Regions from separate parts of the Mus musculus genome. Here region 2 is linked to region 1. A link is a contact called in public promoter capture Hi-C data. All regions are on one chromosome and are shown on one strand. Each heading gives the region's core, a stretch centred on a gene start, on an enhancer-like site or on the middle of the called end of the contact. The rest is flanking DNA. Distances are from core to core; before and after follow the strand shown.

Evidence for each region. Capture Hi-C pulls out chosen DNA fragments and counts their contacts.
Region 2: a contact with region 1 is called in a promoter capture Hi-C map of adipose tissue. The contact joins two enhancer-like sites. A contact is called at or near these places in 1 of 39 promoter capture datasets (the C10 cell line), 1 of 484 Hi-C or Micro-C datasets (the N1E-115 cell line), 3 of 115 datasets of contacts at active chromatin or transcription factors (embryonic stem cells, microglia and pancreatic cancer cells) and 3 of 9 other capture datasets (adipose tissue, liver and pancreatic islet).

What each region holds. Positions count from the first base shown.
Region 1 is chr11:106,562,407-106,565,804 of GRCm38.p6, reverse strand. All of the region lies in intron 2 of Tex2 (testis expressed gene 2), which reads left to right. Among named protein-coding and RNA genes, the nearest start is that of Tex2, 49 kb to the left of the region's middle. Within about 2 kb of position 1,329, at least 94 of the 459 cell types and tissues checked have an H3K27ac peak or open chromatin away from gene starts, as enhancers often do. A contact at or near this core is called in the N1E-115 cell line, adipose tissue and microglia, where this site is marked.
Region 2 is chr11:106,656,834-106,660,095 of GRCm38.p6, reverse strand. All of the region lies in intron 15 of Pecam1 (platelet/endothelial cell adhesion molecule 1), which reads left to right. Among named protein-coding and RNA genes, the nearest start is that of Tex2, 46 kb to the right of the region's middle. Within about 2 kb of position 2,000, at least 211 of the 459 cell types and tissues checked have an H3K27ac peak or open chromatin away from gene starts, as enhancers often do. A contact at or near this core is called in the N1E-115 cell line, adipose tissue and microglia, where this site is marked.

The sequences.
Region 1 (3,398 bases), core at 80-2,579:
TTCTGGCCGTTTTGTGTACTTCATAAGATTTTTAGCATAAAACTATGGTTGTAGGCCGGGCGTGGTGGCTCACGACTTTAATCCCAATCCTTGGGAGGCAGAGGCAGGTGGATTTCTGAGTTCGAGGACAGCCTGGTCTACAAAGTGAGTTCCAGGACAGCCAGGGCTACACAGAGAAACTCTGTCTCGAAAAACCAAAAAAACCAAACCAAACCAAAAAACTATGGTTGTCACCTGGCATATTGGTGGTGCTTGTCTGTGATCTCTGCCTTTGGAAGGCAGAGGCAGGCGGTCAGCCTGGTCTAGATAGTGATTTCCAGGATGCAGCTGTGTAATGAGACCATGGCAAAACAAAGCAAAACAACAGCAGGCAGTGGAGCTGGAGAGATACGGTTGAGAGCAGTGCAGCTCCTGCAGAAGGCTTGAGTTTTATGTCCCAGCACCAAGTCAGGCCACTTCACAGCTGCCCTTAACTTCAGCTCCAGAGGATCCCAGGTGTCTGTACACCCACCCACATATATGCACATAATTTTTAAAAATTTAAACTCTAAAAGTATAATTGTCATTGATACAGTTTCTGAGTTATTTGTATACATAGTTATATAGGGTATAGAATCAGGAACATTTAAAGGTCACTGCTATATAATAATTTTCAAGGATCCTCTGTTGGCATTAGGTATTTCCAGTTTTATACATGAGGAGGCAGGGACTCTGTTCATCCCATGTTTTTGAGCCCAGCGTGACACTCCTCCCTCTCCCCTTCCCCCCTTTTCCTGTGGCACATCTCTGCAGAAAAAGCCCACGTCTAGACTTTGAGAGCCCCTTGCTGCCCTTACAGGCGTTCAAGGTGGCTTCTGTTTTCTTGGAGTGGTTTTGAACGCTATTGATCATAAATAACTTTTAGCTCTCCTCAGGTTACAAGCTTATTTGGGCTCTGTTAAATTTCTAGATTTGTTTCCCCTCCCTTCTATCTAAGGAATATTCTGAAAATGACAACATGATCTCTCTTTATTGAGAACTAAAAAAACAAAAAACAAGAAAGGAAAGCTGTCGCTGCAGTGGATGGAGGGGCCCTCTCCAAATCTGTCTGTTGTTTTCTCGTCTCTTTACATTCTGTCCTTATTCCCAAGAGAAGCATGGGAAACTCAGAAAAGGTCCACGTCAGACATATCCTGGGCGTGTCATCTGGCTCTGGTCAGGTCTGGAGTGTAGTGTCTGCATCACACATGCAGACGCACCCGCTCTTTGTCACCTGTGTGCTCACGTGTGTTACAGCCTGACCTCTTCACGCTTCCCCACACAGTTGGCTGTGAGACGGTTTCTTTTTTGAAGGGAAGCTGGCGCTGGCTCCCGAGGATGTGACACCCTTAGTGTAGCATGATTATGTGGAGCAGAGCAAAAGTGACTCATGCCTGGTGGCCCCACTGTCGAAACAGTGATGCTGTTACCTCCTGATTTCCACGCTCTAAGTGGCCTAGTGCTAACTTTAGCCAAGAGAAAAAAAGATGCCTGTGTCAGTCCCAGAACTACTGACTGACGAAGATATTTGTCCTGGGAAGATTTTAACTTTAGGACAGACAGCCTCAGTGTTGATCTAGTCAACTGTGGGTTGACAGTTTACCCACTACCCAGAGGGTGCAACATTACAGTGCTATTTAAATGTCACGACAGTTGGCTTGTTTTTAATCCAGTGAGTGGAACAGTAAAGGCAGGGTGCTAGGTGTGGGAATATTGTCTTATTAGAATTGTATCACAACCCTGTTCAGTTCGGGTATGTGCTGGTGAGGGAAGGGAGGCCCAGAGGCTTTCCTTGTCCATGGCCATGCTGTCTAGTGGTATTTTAGCCAGTGTTCTATTGTTAGTGATGCAATACCCCAGGCTAGGTAATATAGAAAAGAGTGTCAGATTTAGTGGTACCCACTTGTAATTTCAGCGTCTGGGAGGCAGAGGCAGGATGCTTGCAAGTTTGAGGATAGCCTGGGCTGCGTTCTGAGACCCTGGCTCAGCAAAACAAAGAAAAGGTGTTATTTTTGCTCATGGTTCTAGCCCAAGTTGAGGGGTTTATCTGGTAAAGGCTGTCTTCCTGGCAAACTGTTGATGCACATGGGGAATCATGGCTGGTGACAGGGATACTGTGAACATATGTTCTCTGCCTTCCCTGTCTTTTTTCTTGGCTTCCACCTTGGTGGCAATGATGTTTAGAAAGGGGGACACCAGGTGCTAGAGAGGTGGCCCAGTAGTGGGTGTTCCTGCAGAGGACCCGGGTTCTGTTCCCAGACCGGCATGGCAACTCAGCCATTTGGAACTCCAGTCCCAGGGGATCTATTGCTCTCTTCTATCCTCTGAGGACAGATAACAGAGCAGAGGGGTGGTGGTGTGCCCAGTTTGCCAAGCCCTGTCATAGGTATAATGAGTTCTTTCCTGCAGCATGCCTGCTTAGATGTCTAGATCTGCAAGTGACATCTTGCAGCCTTCCATACTCTGCTGGGTGAGTTGACTTACACAGGCCTCTAAAATGAAAGGGCCTTGGCCTGGCAGCTTCCGTCTCACCTGATTGGACTTCCTAGCCGGAGTCACATGCTGATTGTCTGGCTTGTGTTTTTTGTGCTTCTTGAAGGCAGAGAGGTTGGGCTCATCAGCTTGTCCTTGTATCCCCAGTTCCTGCTGTGTGGTAGGCATGCGATAAATAACTGTTGGATGCATGCTTGGGTCCATGAGGAAGAGTTTAACCAGTGGATCAGTATTCGTTCCTATTTCTGTTCCTGAGACTGACTATGTGACAGAAGCAACCAGAGGGAGGAAGGATTTGTTGTAGGGTGTTGTCCATCATGGAGAGGAAGTGTTTGGTTTGGTTCATGGTGGCAGGAGCATGTGATCACACAGCAGCACACAGGAAACAGAACTTGTGCTAGAAGTGGATGGGGCCAGGCTGTGAGCGGAAAGGCTGGTCCCAAAGGCCTACACCAGCCAGCTAAGCCCAAGTCCTCTTCTGCTGCCAGCTCTACGACTGTGATGTGATCCAGGAGCCAGACACTGGTTTCTTTATAAAATGGGCCTGTTGCCATGGTTTGATCATGGTTTGCTCCCATCGAAATGCAGGCTGAAATGGAATTTTCAGTGTAACTGTGTTGAGATAATTAGAAGCTGGGCATGACAACATATGCCTGTAGTTCTAGCACTTAAAGCCCTAGGGAGGTGTAAGCAAGCAGATCTCTGAGCTCTAGGCCAGCCTGGTCTATAGAGCAAGTTCCAGAACAGCCAGGGCTAAAGATCATTCTAAATACATAAAGGCCAGTTTAGAATACAGGGAGTCCTGTAGTTCATACCTGTAACTCCATCACTTAAGAGGCAGAGAGGTAGGAAGTTCAAGGCCAACCTGGGCTACATAGAGAGTTCTA
Region 2 (3,262 bases), core at 751-3,250, 94 kb before region 1:
TCTGAACTCCAGGCCAGTGGCAGAATGGCTTTCCCTCAGCCCCCAAAGTCTACTCTGGTCGCAGGGTGCTCCCAGTACTTGGGCTAGCCCTACCTCCAAAATAATAAAACCATCTGGCAGGAACTCAGGGCTTCCCAGTCGTTGAGAAGTGAATTTTGAATCTTGAAGCAAATAACTTTTGTTTATGAAAGAAGCATGCAGCGCTTCCCTAATAACCAGCCAGCGTGGGTCAGAAGAAAATGAACACTGAATTGCTCGGCAGGGAAATGGGAGGGGCTTCCTTCCTGAAATCAAACCTGGCAATCATTCCTCGCTTGTTTAATGGCCTGAGGAAATATCTGGACAATGAGACAGCCACTTAGCCAGCTACGAGCTTGGTATTGTTTGACTTGCTCCAATGGCACAGGCTGACTTCACTTTTTCCTCTTGCCATTTTTTGCCTTGTTTATAAACCGGGTTTGTGGCCCACGCAGACAGATAACGTGGAAGAGAACACCCTGTGCTTAAAAGAAAGAGCTCGAATCTGGACCTATGCGAAGGTCTCCAGATGGTGGGCAGAACCCCTGACTCTTACCGGTTGGGAACAAGACAGTGTCAGTGATGGGGTCCCTTCCCCACTCCCCAGGACCAGCAGGGAGATGAGTTGTCACAGGACCTGCTCAGGAGTGGGGCTGAGGCTGCTGCTGAAGAACGGGGTCCCACTTCTACAATCTTCTTGTGGGTGACTTCCTCAAACCTAAGCACCACTGCCTGTAAAGTAGAAATGGTGATGGTAGTGGTGATGCGGATAATGATGGCGATGGTGGTGATAGTGATGATAATGATAGTGAAAATGACGAAGTAACATCTGCCCACTGGGATTTTCTTAAGGGTTAAATGAGACTCTGCAGACTCAAGCCATCACAAAAAAGCCACTGTCTCCTTTAATGATCTTTTCCTCAAGCACTCTGGTAACAGTGGATACGGTTAAGAGATTTACTTTATTGGCTCTGAAATGCAACACACACACACACACACACACACACACACACACACACACACACACACACACGAAACTCAAAGCCTAGGATTCATCAAAGCCAAAGCTTGACATAGGCCTGGGAGAACCATATACAGAATTATCCTAACTAGCTGCTTAGTCTGTATGTAAGGTTCCGTCTTCTCATCAGTTACCATTTTTATAAAAAGGGTGTCTGTGTGTGTGTGTGTGTGTGTGTGTGTGTGTGTGTGTGTGTGTGAGAGATGCAGTCAGGATAATGTCTGAGAGTCCATCTCCCTCTCCTGTGGGCTTCAAGGTTAGAACTCAGGCACATCTTCAGGCTTGTGCACTCTTGCCTGCGGAGTCATCTCTCCCAGCCCCATTTCCACGATCTGCAAACTGGGTGACTTCTCACCTGCATTTCTGCAGGGATTAAGAGAACACTCAGCTCGTTCCTGATAGACTGGAAGTGCTCACCCTGAGAACTCTTTAGAAGTAGGAGTCAGGGACCCGGGCAAGGAGGTGGAGTCAGAAAGGTCTTTGGGGTTACTGGGGGACGGAGGGGGGAGGGGGTATGGGGAGATGGGGGGGGAGCACAAGCTGAGCAGAAGCAGGGCAGATCCAGAGCTGACAGCTGGCTTCTGACTAAAGCATAACAAGTCCGCTCCTCACTGAGAGTGTGTTAACTTTCACGTTTAAGTCCCCAGACCCTGCTGATGGACTAGCCCTTCCTGTCTGTGAGCTTGGTCCCATTATCCAGTGCCGTTTTCCCTAAGAGAGGGAGAACAGAGGCATCTGGGGAGAGACTTGGTCTGGGGCCTGCAGAAAGGCTAGACACGAGGATCCCAGCTCCTTGCCCTGGAAGAGCGGAGGAAACGGCAGGCAGCAGCTGCCAGTGCTGGCAAACCTCCAGCGCTCTGGGCTCACACGGCTTGCTTGGCCCGTTTGTGCAGTTCCATCCTGGCAAGGGAGGAGCCAGAGTCTTGGTCTCCTAGTTGGGCCTCTCAGGTCTGCATCCTGTGCTAAAAGCCCCAGGCCCAGCCAAACAAAATGGAGAGTCCAGGAAGCCAGCCAGCCTGGCCACAGGTTCCCTACGACGCCAGGCAACCTTTACATCTTCTTTTGCCCCCACCTCTGTTAAGTTCCACTTACAGCAAGGTGTCCTCGGTCCGCAGAGGGTTCTGAACCGTGGGCCTGTGTTTCCTGTTCTTCAGGGCTCTCCTTTTGCAAGGCTCTCAGCTCCCGAATCTCCCAGCCTGCCCAGCTCCTCTGCTTGCAAATTTCTTTCCCCTTTACAAAATCTTAGAAGTCAGTTCAGGTCACTTCTGAGTACTTCAGGAGTGTCCTGGTCAGAATGTGATGCCCCCATGCCTCCAAATTACTTCATCGAAATGTTGATCTGGGATTGATAAAGGGCAGGGAGGTGGCTCAGTGGGTAATCACCTGTGTGGCAATTGTGAGGCCGTGAATTCAACCCCACAATCCACATAAAAGCCAGGCATTGGTAACCCCAGCATTGAGATGGGACGTGGGGAGCCCCTTGAAACTCTTGGGCCAACTAGCAACAGGGAACAATATGAGACGTCGTCTCAGCTGAGCAGTGGTGGCGCAGGCATTTATCCTAGCGCTTGGGAGGCAGAGGCAGGTGGATTTCTGGGTTTGAGGCCAGCCTGGTCTACAGAGTGAGTTCCAGGACAGCCAGGGCTACACAGAGAAACCCTGTCTTGACAAACGAGGGAGAGAGAGAGAGAGAGAAAGAGAGAGAGAGAGAGAGAGAGAGAGAGAGAGAGACCTTATCTCATCCAGAATGGGAGGTGAAAGTACTTGAGGCTCTCCTGATTTCCACATGAACCCCATAGCACAGAACTGAATATGCACACATTGTACACACACACACACACACACACACAAGCAAAATCATTGGTGGACTATGAAATCCTTGGGACAGAGTCTGTCCTCTTCGGGATAGAGATCTGTACTAGGTCAGATAAAGGTCCAGAAACCAGGAAGTGGGTGGTGGGTGACTCAGACTACCATTTGGGGCTATTTTGGTGCTCTTTTGAGACAGGTCACATATGAAGACAGCCCAGGTTCTTCTGAGGATTACTTTGAACTCCTTTTTTTTTTTTTAAAGACTTACTTATTTATTATATGTAAGTACACTGTAGCTGTCCTCAGATACTCCAGAAGAAGGCATCAGATTTCGTTATGGACGGTTGTGAGCCACCATGTGGTTGCTGGGATTTGAACTCAGGACCTTCGGAAGAGCAGTCGGCGCTCTTA